Linked DNA regions of Mus musculus: region 1 is linked to region 2. The links are chromatin contacts, called in public HiChIP or PLAC-seq maps. All regions are on one chromosome and are shown on one strand. The core of a region is the stretch at or near the end of the contact, and the rest is flanking DNA. Distances in the headings are between cores, read along the strand shown.

The links. HiChIP or PLAC-seq counts read pairs in DNA pulled down with a chosen protein or histone mark.
Region 1: an H3K27ac HiChIP or PLAC-seq map of SST interneurons shows a contact between it and region 2, with 3 times the contacts expected there. The contact joins two enhancer-like sites. A contact is called at or near these places in 1 of 15 datasets of contacts at CTCF or cohesin (the NIH/3T3 cell line), 1 of 484 Hi-C or Micro-C datasets (nephron progenitors) and 3 of 115 datasets of contacts at active chromatin or transcription factors (SST interneurons, embryonic basal ganglia and embryonic forebrain).

The regions. Positions count from the first base shown.
Region 1 is chr4:12,505,244-12,511,136 of GRCm38.p6, reverse strand. No RefSeq gene overlaps it. Among named protein-coding and RNA genes, the nearest start is that of Gm46846, 330 kb to the right of the region's middle. Within about 2 kb of position 3,781, at least 35 of the 459 cell types and tissues checked have an H3K27ac peak or open chromatin away from gene starts, as enhancers often do. A contact at or near this core is called in SST interneurons, where this site is marked.
Region 2 is chr4:12,237,983-12,243,852 of GRCm38.p6, reverse strand. It overlaps the pseudogene Gm11847. Among named protein-coding and RNA genes, the nearest start is that of Gm46846, 67 kb to the right of the region's middle. Within about 2 kb of position 2,737, at least 6 of the 459 cell types and tissues checked have an H3K27ac peak or open chromatin away from gene starts, as enhancers often do. A contact at or near this core is called in SST interneurons, where this site is marked.

The DNA of each region.
Region 1 (5,893 bases), core at 2,532-5,031, 270 kb before region 2:
CCAGGAAGACATAAAGAAATGTCTATTTAACCCAGACAGAGAAGGCACAGGCAGAACTGGATCCAATCAAAGAGCAGCTTAGTGAAACAATTAATTTATTGGGGTTCCTTATAGGAAGGTGCAGGACTAATAAAACAGTGAGAAGTCTAAGCCCGCAGTCAATGGTTCATCTCTTTAAATAATCTCAGATAGGCCCGATATCATGAGTCTTGTATGGAATATTGTAGCTGCTCTACTTCAAGGTATGATCACTTCCATCCAAGAGGAAACAGCAATACTACAACAGTGATTTTTAGAAATAAGTTCTGAGACCCTTTTTAAGTAGTTGTGATCCTGTAAATTCATATGTTCTTAAGGTACTGCAAACAGTCTCTTAAGATCGTATATATACCTCTGGGTGTCTAACATCCATGTAGTACCAGGTATGACCCAAGGATCTCAGTGATGTGTGTGTAAGATGAATGGTTTCCATGGTTGCATGTTAAAGAGAGAGTTGTCAGTCAACCTGATTCCTGGAGTTATGAGATGAAATGCTTTTCTTCCACTTTGAAGTTAGCATTCTAGAGGAGTCTGCACAAAATTGGATCACAATCTGTGGGACTCAAATGTGACAATATTATCTCACAAAACCACCTCTTCATCTAATGGAATCTAGCCATCTCACAAAAATCCAGTCCGTAAATGATTTCTTGAACATAAAAATGTTCCCCTTGCAAGAAAAGAATAAAAACAAGAGAAGCTTTGTCAACTAACCAAACAATGTGTTCTCAAATAACATCAACTTTCTCAGCACCTGCACCCTCCATGGGATGTGGAAGAGGAGACTGTTTGTATGTGGGTTGGGGAGAAGGTCAAACTCCCACAAACAAGTTACCAAGGTGTCCACCATACTTAGGCACAAGGAAACATGTTTAAACCAGAGGTTACTTGAAGATAGCTCTAGACCCTGTGTCCTAGGGTATCCAAAAGTGAAAAACAATAATTCTGTAAGGCATACTCATATCTTTGGGTCAAAGATCCCCATGTGCTTCATTTGAAACTAAATCATTTGTGAAGAAGTACTTCTGTGAATCATTTGGCCAGATTTCACACTAAAACACTGCTCCAGGCTATCAGGAGTCCCAGTGTGAAAGCTCTTCCAGTATCAGCAATGTGGTAGTGTCCCCTATTCTATCAACATTACTGTGAAACATTGTCAATGGGCTTTCATGGAACACTTGCTTCATGCCGGGCTCGTTGCTAATCCCTTTACATACAAGGTCTCACCTAGTACTCATAGAGATGCTGGATCACAGATATTCTCCATTTTTTTCAGCCATAGTAATGGCACTTAAACAGCATAAATGGTTAGCTAGTGTCTTTAATGCAATAAGTAATCAAGTAGGAGAAGTTTCACTCAGCCTGATTCCAAAGTCTGCATGGTCTCTTAAATTAAAGCCATCTCTACCTTCCTTCCATAAACTTGAATTAAGAATTATGAGACAGAAAGGACAAGACTGGATAGTGTGGATTTGTTTTGTATAGTCATGTCTACACCTGTGAGCTTGACCTAGCCCTGGAGAGTTCCAGCACCAGTGCTCTTCTCATCTAAAGATCGCACACGCTAGATGTACCAGAGCAGGCAGCACACAGTTATACAGTGAGAGAGGTTTTCATCCCTTGGTACTGTTCTAGAAGAGAATGAGGTGGGTGAGCAAGTTATTCCCTTCTCTGAGCCTCACACATGAAAATGTCATGGGCTTTGAATCACACAAAGAGCCACAGGATCCCAGGGTCTCACCACAAACTATGCCTACAATTTCACTGCCATCGGGCAGCATGTGTAGTAATATTCATCCATGGAGAAGAGGAGGTCGAGCTCTGTGTTGGCTAATTCCATTTCTATGTCCACATGCACCTATAAGTAAAACAAAGAGAAACAAAACAGAAAGACCATGCTTTGGTCATGCTGTCTGTCACATTGCAAGGATTCAATGGCACGTATGGCACTGGTGACCTGGCTGAAAGTGCAGATCTAGACAATTTCTAGAACATAGGAGGTAGTGCTGGGCAGCACTATACCAGTGGGGAGGGACAGAGGCGAGAGAGAGAGAGAGAGAGAGAGAGAGAGAGAGAGAGAGAGAGAGAGAGCACAAATCTGCACATAATCTTGTTCCAACAACGGCTTGTCTAAAGAAGGATCAAGTTCTTTACCTTTAATGTTAGTTGTAATGTTTGTTCCAGTGAGATACAGTGGTCATGGCTCATTTGATTACATGGAGAAAAATATCTAACTCCAAAATAGAGTATAAAATAAAGAATGTATTTGTTCTTAGAATAAAAGAAAAGAATCTAGAAACAAACCCCACTGGATCCAAGGCTCGAATTTCCCATTAGAACTCAGCATTCCCATTCTCCCAGTCCTGCTTTCTTTTGCATGGTTTCTTCTTAGACAGCTTTGACCTTATCAAGGCAAAGACAAAGCCAGATATTATTATATTATTATTATGCTACACATGTGGCTTGCAATCAGATCCATATTGCCTTAACCATGATCCGTATGATGGTCTTAATTAAATAATTATATCTATCACAGGCTGCCATTTACCTCTGTAATAGAAGAGGAATTTTCATAGCCTATTTAAAAGATATTATAAGCACCCCAACACACATACATACATACATACATACATACATACATACATACATACATACCTAATTCTGGGTGTTCAATTTTTGGCAAGTTCTTAATCTTCTATGCCTCAGTTTTCAAGTATGTGTAATGTTGCATTGTGTGAATGTGACCATGTGCATGTGTTTGTTTCTGTGTGTGTGTGTGTGATATATGAATGTGTGTGCCCATGCATGTGTGTGTGTGGAGGCCAGAGGTTAACATTGCATATCTTCCTCTATCACTGTTTACCTTATTTTTTTTTTGAGTCAGGATCTCTCAGAGAACCTAGGGCTCAGATTTGGCAAGACTTACTGCTCACCAGGCCCCAGGAATCCTTTCCACTTTCCCCCACACTGGAGTTATAAAATGACATTTTTGTATTAGTATTGGGCATCCAAACTCAGGACTTCATAATTCCAGAGCAAGCATATTACCAACTAAGCCATCTCTCCAGATTTCTCATCTTCAAATGATGATAACCGTGCCTGCTGGATTCTTCTTGAGGATGAATGGGAAAGCTCATCAACAAGCCTTTTACAATGTAAAACGCACAGCATCCATACCAGAAATGGCAGCCATTTATTTTTCTCACCAATAGCATTCTGAAAAACGTGGTTGCACACATGCTGAGAACACATAGCATTGTAGGATTAGGAAAGCAGGCAATCACTGTGCCCTGGCATGTCCAAGGAGGACATCACAGACAATGCTGGACACAAACTGACTTTTTATGTAGGAGCAGACAGGCAGAAGGAAGCCAACATGAGCCACTGCAAGTGGAGCTAAGTGACTCCTTACCTAAGAAATTCAGGGCACTGTATCCTACAGCAGGTGCATCACTGGGAAATGGATAGCCAGCAGGGAATACGGAGAGGTGATTTTTTTTCACCTCTGTACTAAAAAAAAATGGAGAGGGAATGTGATTTTTTTTAAACATTAATAAAAAGAGCACACCGACGTGGAACCAGAGAAGGCAGCCCTGTCTCAGCTGCATCCCATCCTAGTACTCCCGAGCTCCCTGCACTGCTGGTGGCTGATGAGGCTGAGTTCTTCCCCCAGGGCTGCAAGAGAGCAGACTGTATGGGAGGCCTGGCATCTCTTCCAAATGCCTCTTCTGTCCAGTGGGGGCAGGAGCTGCCTAACAGCTGCTGTGATGCTTTGTAAACAAGTGGGGGACACACTTCTTTAACCTGGAATCCTATGGCTGAAAATATGTTTACCTCTCCAAGGATTTGGTTGGAAATGCTTCAAAGACTTTTTTTTTCCCTTTTCCCAGAATGCTCAGGCTCTCTCCCTGAGAGCAGCGCCTTCCTTGAGTGAGAAGAACAATCTTTTCCAGCATCACAATAAATAGCTTTCTGACTTGGGCAGCAACATGGAAGCAGATTATCTCAGAGGTGGGTGAAACGTGGTTTAGCTTATGTGCAGAGTAAACGTAAAGGAAAGAGCTCACATCTGTGCTGGAGTGGGCAGAACGTGAAGGATAGGCAACTTTCCAGAGCGTGCTGCAGTGGCTGGATCATTTCCAGAGACTGCTGCCAAGCTGGCCCCCAAGCAGCTGCAGCTTCAGGGGGTCTTATCACTCCCTCCTCAACTGCAGCCTTGTGTGTGTGTGTGTGTGTGTGTGTGTGTGTGTGTGTGTGTGTGTGTGTAGATGTGCACCAGCCAAAAACACTAATTAGCATGTGCTTTTATAGATGAGAGTTTAAAAGCCATGAAGCAGCTGCTGTCCAGAAGCCAAGGAGCTAAATTGAAGTCATAGCACTGTGATTTGGGCATATGAGAAGGTCATCTCACCCCTTTGAGGTGTGATTGCATCATTTGTCAATGAAAATAATAATATCTGAACCAATTAATTTAGAGTTTTGATGAAGATCCAAGTTACAGCAAGAAGGCAGGTAGGGAAATCTCCCACCAACTGTAGCACTGTTTCCCACGATAAAGAACAGAGGCTAGTGGCTCTACAGTAGAGGGAAAGCTGTTAGAAATGCAGGTGGGTGTCACCCCTTCCTGAGCTCCCCCCCATGAATCCTTCATGTCAACCCATCCCAGGGCACACATTCATGCACACATTCAAGTTTCAGAAGGAATGCCTGAAAGCACTACTAAAAAATGGATTTAGGGATCAGCTGAAAAAAAAAAACCAATAAACCCAAACCGCTCTGTTTTACCAATATTTTATCCCAGCCCTGATTTCTTGCATTTTCCAGTGGCTTCCTCAGATATCCTCAGAGAGCAGCAATGCTGTCGTTTGTCTGATCTCTGAGATACTATGCCCAGTATGAGTTAGGCTCCTATCCTGGAAACACAGGAATTAGTTACATTTCTTGTCCTGTGACAAGGTACTGGATAAAAGCAGCTAAGGAATGGAGACTTTTTGGCTCACACTTTGAGGGACAGTCTGTCATGACAAGGGGACATGGTGGGAGCTGCTTCAGGTAGCTGGTCACATCACATGCACAGTCAGGAAGCAGAGAATAAGTGATACTGGTGCTCAGCTCTTTTTCCACTTTTTATACACCTTGAGCCCCAGCCCATGAGATGGCACCATCCACATTTAGGGTGGATCTTCTCACCTCAATTCAAACTCCATCACAGACAATATCTAAAAGGTTTTTCTACTACTTCCTGCCAAGTTGGCCGTCACGCATGGAAAATAGCATTCTTCTACAAGAGTTATAGCTTTGAAGCTATTATATTAAAGTGTGTTTGTTTAAATACATTTTTAAATATATGAGGCCAGGTACATTCAGAACTGGAGTGACTAAGGAAGGGGGATCTTGTCTGAGACCATCCTAGGCTGTTTAAACAAAAACCTATCCTTATATTCACAGATGAGTGTAGTTCTCAACCATCAAAGAAGCCGCTCTTTTCAGCAGGCAGAGACCATCACAGAGATGCACAACTGGTTAAAATAGGCATAATAACTGATCATGGGAATCCAGTCCCAACTGACACAATTGTAGCACAGCGCTGTGCCTAAGGCTCTACAGAAGAGTGGAAGGAGAGATTGAGGAGCAGAGCATCATCCTCTATGAAGGACATCGAGCTACGTCCCTGAGATCTTAACAGTGTCACCCCCTAAACCAGACCTGCGTGGCGACAACACGAGTTGGCATTCCACAGTGGATGGGAGAAATCTTAGGAAGTTCTACCCCAAGATGAAGAGCTACAGGCACTAACAGTTGCTAGTGGGGGAGGAATCAACTCCTAGAGGAAGAAGAGTCAGTCTTGCCCATG
Region 2 (5,870 bases), core at 1,488-3,987:
TGATGATGGATGGAGAAAGAGAGAGAGAGAGAGAGAAAGAGAGAGAGAGAGAGAGAGAGAGAGGTTTTTCCATGGAAAAAACATAGCATTTATTTTAGTGATAGAAAAGAAAACATGTTAGAAGAGGAATTTAGTATCTATAGCTTAAAAATAGAAAGGACAGAGTTCGAATGACCACTTTTATGGAAAACACAGAGATGAAGAGATTTTAGAGAAAGGGTGATAGTATATGTCTGGAAGGTTGGGAATGGAGACAGAGCATCTGAGCCAAGCCACTCTGTCTAAGAATGATTGCTTATGAGCAGCATGGAGAAGGAGGAGCAGAAGAAGTGGAAAACATTATGTAAAACACTGCATTTCTCTGCCTTGTTCCTTGGTAGAAAAAAAAAAAAAAAAAAACAGAATCTGGCTCCAAGGAATTGTTCTGAGTTCTTCCTTATGGAGGTCTGAGTTACAAAACAGTTGAAGCATGGATTAGCAAGAGTCACGATGTCTTGGACATACAGAGCAACAGCCGTGTGTGCTTGTTGGGGCAATGTTCAAGGCATGCAGTACTGTACTGGTTCTGCAGGAAGACTTGCTGCAAAGCCTTCCTTCTACAAAATTAATAATTTGGTAGTGTGTTTGTGATGCTCCTTCTAACGTGCTGCAGGATACTGTAGCTGCTGCTTTGTGTATTCTGGCTCATGAACACGATTTCTCACTACAGTAAGTTTGAAGTCTATGGTTGTTGCCTGACAGCAAAATACAGTGTTAGGATAAAATACATAAATTAGTGTTGTCATTTTGAAGTTTGAACCTTATTCAGAATAAAAAGAACTTGAACAACCTCATACTTACAGGTGTTTGAGGTGTAGGCCTCTATTTTACCTCCGATGAACAGCCTCTGCCAGGCGTGAAAGATCTGCAACGGTTCATTCCCAAATGAAGCAATAAATCTGGGATTGACAGCTCCGCAGATCCATCACCAGGTCAGAGGGATCTGTGCTCTGGCGCCGTGACATTCAGGTAATTGGAGAATGAGATGGAGACATGGACTGACTCCCTGCTGTGAATGCCACCAGAGGTTATACCTTCTTCAAGACCACCAGGTCAGAAACTGTATCAGCAACCATTAAGTGTTTTTAATTCTAATTACTCATTAAAATTTAACTTAACTCATATGTCAAATACATGTAGGTTATTCTCTTTAAAAACAGCACCAAGAATTAGCTGATTGTTTTTCAAATAGAAGACTTTTCTTAGAAAAGCTTGTATGATTCATGATTTCGAGGTAAATTATGAATTTAGAAACCATAAATGAAGCTCTCTTTGTGCCAAATTATACCTTTAGGGGGTTGGCTTTAAATAACATTTGGTCAAATACCATCCTTGTTCCATTCTACAAAAGAGAGCTTGTATTTTAAAATCTACATTTAGTGAAATAAATGCAATTGTATTTGGAAAACATAAGTCACTGGAGCCGCAAAAACAATCTGTATTTATGAGTGATAATTTTTCTTCAAATTCTCCATAATTTGTTTTCATGAAAATTCTTAAAAACACTTCCCAAGAAGGGCATCATTGAAAATTTTTGTTTATGTGTATGTAATACTGTATGTGTGCATGGTGTGTTTGTGTCTATAAGTGTGTATGCACATGTGGGTATGAATGTGAGTGTGAAAGTCAGAAGTTAATGTCAGATGTTTTCCTCAGTCATTCCCGTGGTGGGGGGAGGACATGTGCTATGGCACGTGTGTGAGGTCAAAGAACATAGTGAAGTTGTTCTCTCTTTCCACCTTTACATGGGAACCTGGAAAACAAACTTAGACTGTCAAGTGTGCGTGGCAAGTGCTTCACCCACTGAACCATCTTGCTGCCTTTTCACCTTAATTTTTGAAACAAATCTCTCACTGGACTTGAAGCTTATCTGTCTGACTAGACTGTCAGGCCAGAGAGCCCGAGCTACCCTCCAGTGTCTGCCTCCCAAGTGGAGATCACAGATGCACACCTCAGCACTTACCACCTCTTCGTGGGATCTGGGAATCAAACCTACCTTCCTGCCATACCTGCTGGTACGGCAAGCACTTGATTGACTGAGCCATCTCCACATCCCCTGCCTCTGACATTTTTACATAAGGCAGGCAAACATTTCTGATGGCAATACGTTCTGTTTGTTATGGAAATGTGTATGTCTGCTGTATAATGGTCCCTTTGGGTTATTGGGACAGTATTAGAGAGTACGGCAAACTGTCTCCAGAAAGCCAATTCTTAGCTCACTTTTTTAAGATTAAAGGATATCTTCTGGCTTAAAGGGAAATTGAGATACTTAAAGGCATAAAAATCAAATGGGTTATACAATTTTAAAAGTTTCTTTGAAAAAAACTACCAAAGTTTAGCTACAAGATATTTGTCATTTATGCATTTTCTTTACAATCCCTTTCCAGAAGGCAGCATCTTTCTCGATGCCTCACAGAGGATGGCATAATTTAAGGAAAATCTTTAAGACAGGGAAATAGCTTTCCCAGCCAATGGCATCAAAATCAGAAAGAGAAAAAGAAAAAAAAGAAGAAGCCTCTGCAACAGAACTACCCAAACTGGGGAAGCTCTGTTTGGGTATTTTACATAAGTCTGTGAAATTGCTGCCTATAACATGTGATTACAAACAAATAAAAAGCAAACGCACCTAAGTCGGAGGTGGTTCAGCACGAGACCGCGCAGGAAGAGTCTTTTGACAGAAAGCCAGCGCCATCTACTGTCTGGCGATGAAATAGCAATGGAAACCGTTCTTTGCCCCGTGCCCTGGGAAGACCTGAGTTGTGCAGCTGAGGCTGGGAACAGGATCCTTACCCCAATACTCTGCAGAAAGGGAAAAGAGAAAAAGAAAGGCAGGATGCTTGGCAGCCTGGCGCCACCAACAACGGCCATTGTTTCCCTGAACACTGAGGTCGCCCAAAGGAAAAATTTCTCCGGTTAACTTTCTAAGAACTTCATGTTTTCCTCAGGTTTTCTAGCTCGCCTGCTAAAGATGTAGAAGCACCACTTCCACCCTGTACCCAACTTTTCGCCAACATTGGTGACTTAGTATTTATTCCTTCATAAGTCGTGAGTTTCTGGTGTAGAGAAGATAAAATGACTACACTGACTCTTTTAAGTCTCATCGGCTTATCTTTAAGAGAAGAGGAAGGTGACATTAGGAACATTTGGGTGACCAAATTGTTTCTATTTTTCCTCAGGGAATGTTCCCTCAGGAATGAATTTGCCCACACACTTCCAAAGGTTCCCCCTCCCTAGTCCACTTTTATTTGGTTTTGATGTATTTAAAAGTTTCAGAAATTTTAATAAAATTGTATGGTTTCATTTGGGAAGATATTTTAAGGGGAATCAGACTTTAATATAAATACACAGCTAAAAGAGGAAATCAAACCAACAACTCTCTCTATGCCACTCTCTTCAATGTTACTTGTTTCCAAATCAAAACAAAACAAAACCTAAATTCATCATGAACATGTTCTCTGGTCCTTTTAGTTTTAGCACAATATAAAAATGAAACACCTGATGCTTTGTCTTAATTCTTTGAGTATCTGTTAACTTCCTTGTCTTATCTTTGTTCTTCACTTGGAGGAAATTTTTCAAAGTTCAGTAAATAGTCGGGGTTTTTTTTGGAAAGCAAATAGCTTAAGGTGAACTGGGTGCTTGCTTTTACGAAAGACTATCTGAATATTAATTTCTGTTGATTAACGTACAGAGATTGATTTTCTCCTGCCCTTCCTAAGTTTGTAGTGCCCCTGCATGTCAGCTACCATACAAACCAGCAGCCAACAGCATCTCTGACTGTGCTATCTCCAAAGACTCCCTTCCATGTTCCTGTTTGGTTTTTTAACAATTTACATTAACACACACACACACAAATCCTGAAGAGCAATTTCAAATGCCATAATATCATCAAATTGTTATTTTAATCCCTTTGTAAATGAAAAGGCCAGGGTGTGTTTCCAAATCCATCCTAGGTTTTGAAGTGAGCAAATCTTACCTGAGCTCTGCCTTGGGAGACACAAGGATTAAAGTAGCCTCCCTGTTATTTTCTGTGGTCTGTACCTGGGCTTGCAGTAAGGAGCCACTTTCTGTCAGGACCTTTGTTCCTTGTTTACTTCCGCTCCAGCAAGGCTGCATGCAGACCCTCTCCATTGCCAGTCTTTGCTTGGTAGCTGATTAACTCAATCTCTGTTTCCTGTTGATCAAACAAAATGACTGTCACTCACACTCGGGCTCAGCTCTACTGCCACTACTACCCTAGGCACCTCTCCTGCATCCCACATCCCCAAGCCAGTGCTTTGGTATCTGGTTCACTTCTCTTAGAAATACCTTCTCTCCAGTTCTTGAGACCCCTCCTAGTCCTGCGATCACAGCATCTTCTCTATTGCAATATCTGCCTCCCCTCTTATATAACCCTTTCAAATAAAGACTCGCCTTACAAGGAAGTCCAGGTTCCTCTTTTATTTAACAAAACCCATAACTCTGTTTAAAGCTGGAGAGATTTGATTGATAATCAATAATCAGAATTATCAAATAGTCTTGTTGCCCTAGAAGCAAAGCTCTGCCCTTTTATAAGAGTATTTGTGTTGCTCGTAGGTTCTCTCCTTCACTTGAAAACAAAATGAAAAACTTTGCAAAAGTAACACTTCCCAGAAAATACTTATACTCAAGCATATTGAAACTCATATTACTTTGTATTTTCATAAATTCTACCATAAGACCCGACATTTTCCCAATTTTATCCCAAGCATCAAGTTCCCCCAAATTTATCCAAATCTGAGCTTGCTTTTCTTGAGAGGCAGTACTGTAGTGCTTAGCTAAGTCTCTTTGGAATGCACAGTTTTGCAGCAGGATGAGAATCTGAACATCTTTGTTCAAAACTCCTCCTGTCAGAGTGTTCAGCACGCAGTTCTTAGAAAAGAAATCTAATTTTCAATGGCAAAAACCACATAGTAAGGCCTAGTGCTACCAAAAGTCTTCAGAACATGTCTATGGCCAGAACTGACCAGTACCATATGCCATACCATGTAAACAAATATGTACCAATGCACGCGATTGTATACACCACAGGAGGAGCCAGCAATGAGGAGCTGAGCAGATGTCTTTGAAGCATAATCACTGTTCTGGCAGGTAAGGAGTCGAAAGCCCTCTGATGTGCAGAAGCGGATTGGAAATGTTCGATGAGGACATTTACATATAAGCTTGCTAATGCCAGTGAACTACTGGTTGACTTTTTATAAACTTAAAAGATCTGGGTAAATACGAGCTAATTTTGCTAGTGCCTTTTCAAAAACGTATGTTGGGGGAAACCCATTCATCTCCCTTGACATTAGTTCTAGGCTCAGATCCAATGCCTATACACCATGGCTCATTTCTGCTGTGTTTATTGAAAGCTGCTATCTATTTAGGTATTCCTTAAACATGTATTGGTCTCCTACTTCATGCTAAGCACTATGTACAGGGTTGCAAACAGAACTGGCAAAAATCTCTGTCCTACTGTAACTTGGAATCTATACAAATAATAATGATGATGAGTAAAAAATGCACAATGCTACATGTATTTTGTGCTAGGGAAAATATTCAAGGAAAGGAAATCCAAAATGATATGAGCCTGGAGGGTTTCCGACACAGAGAATGTGATTTTTGAGTAAAGAACACACAGAAATGAGAGGTTTAGACATTCAGGTATCAGAGCAAATCACCCCTAGAAAAGAGAAGAGAACATGCAAAGGCCCAGAGACAGGAACTTACCCTGACATGACAAGTGTGCAGAGGCTCCGAAGTTCAGAGCTTCTTTTTTTTTTTTTTTTTTTTTTCTAAAAATATTTTAATGAAAAGGTCATCTTTCTGTAACA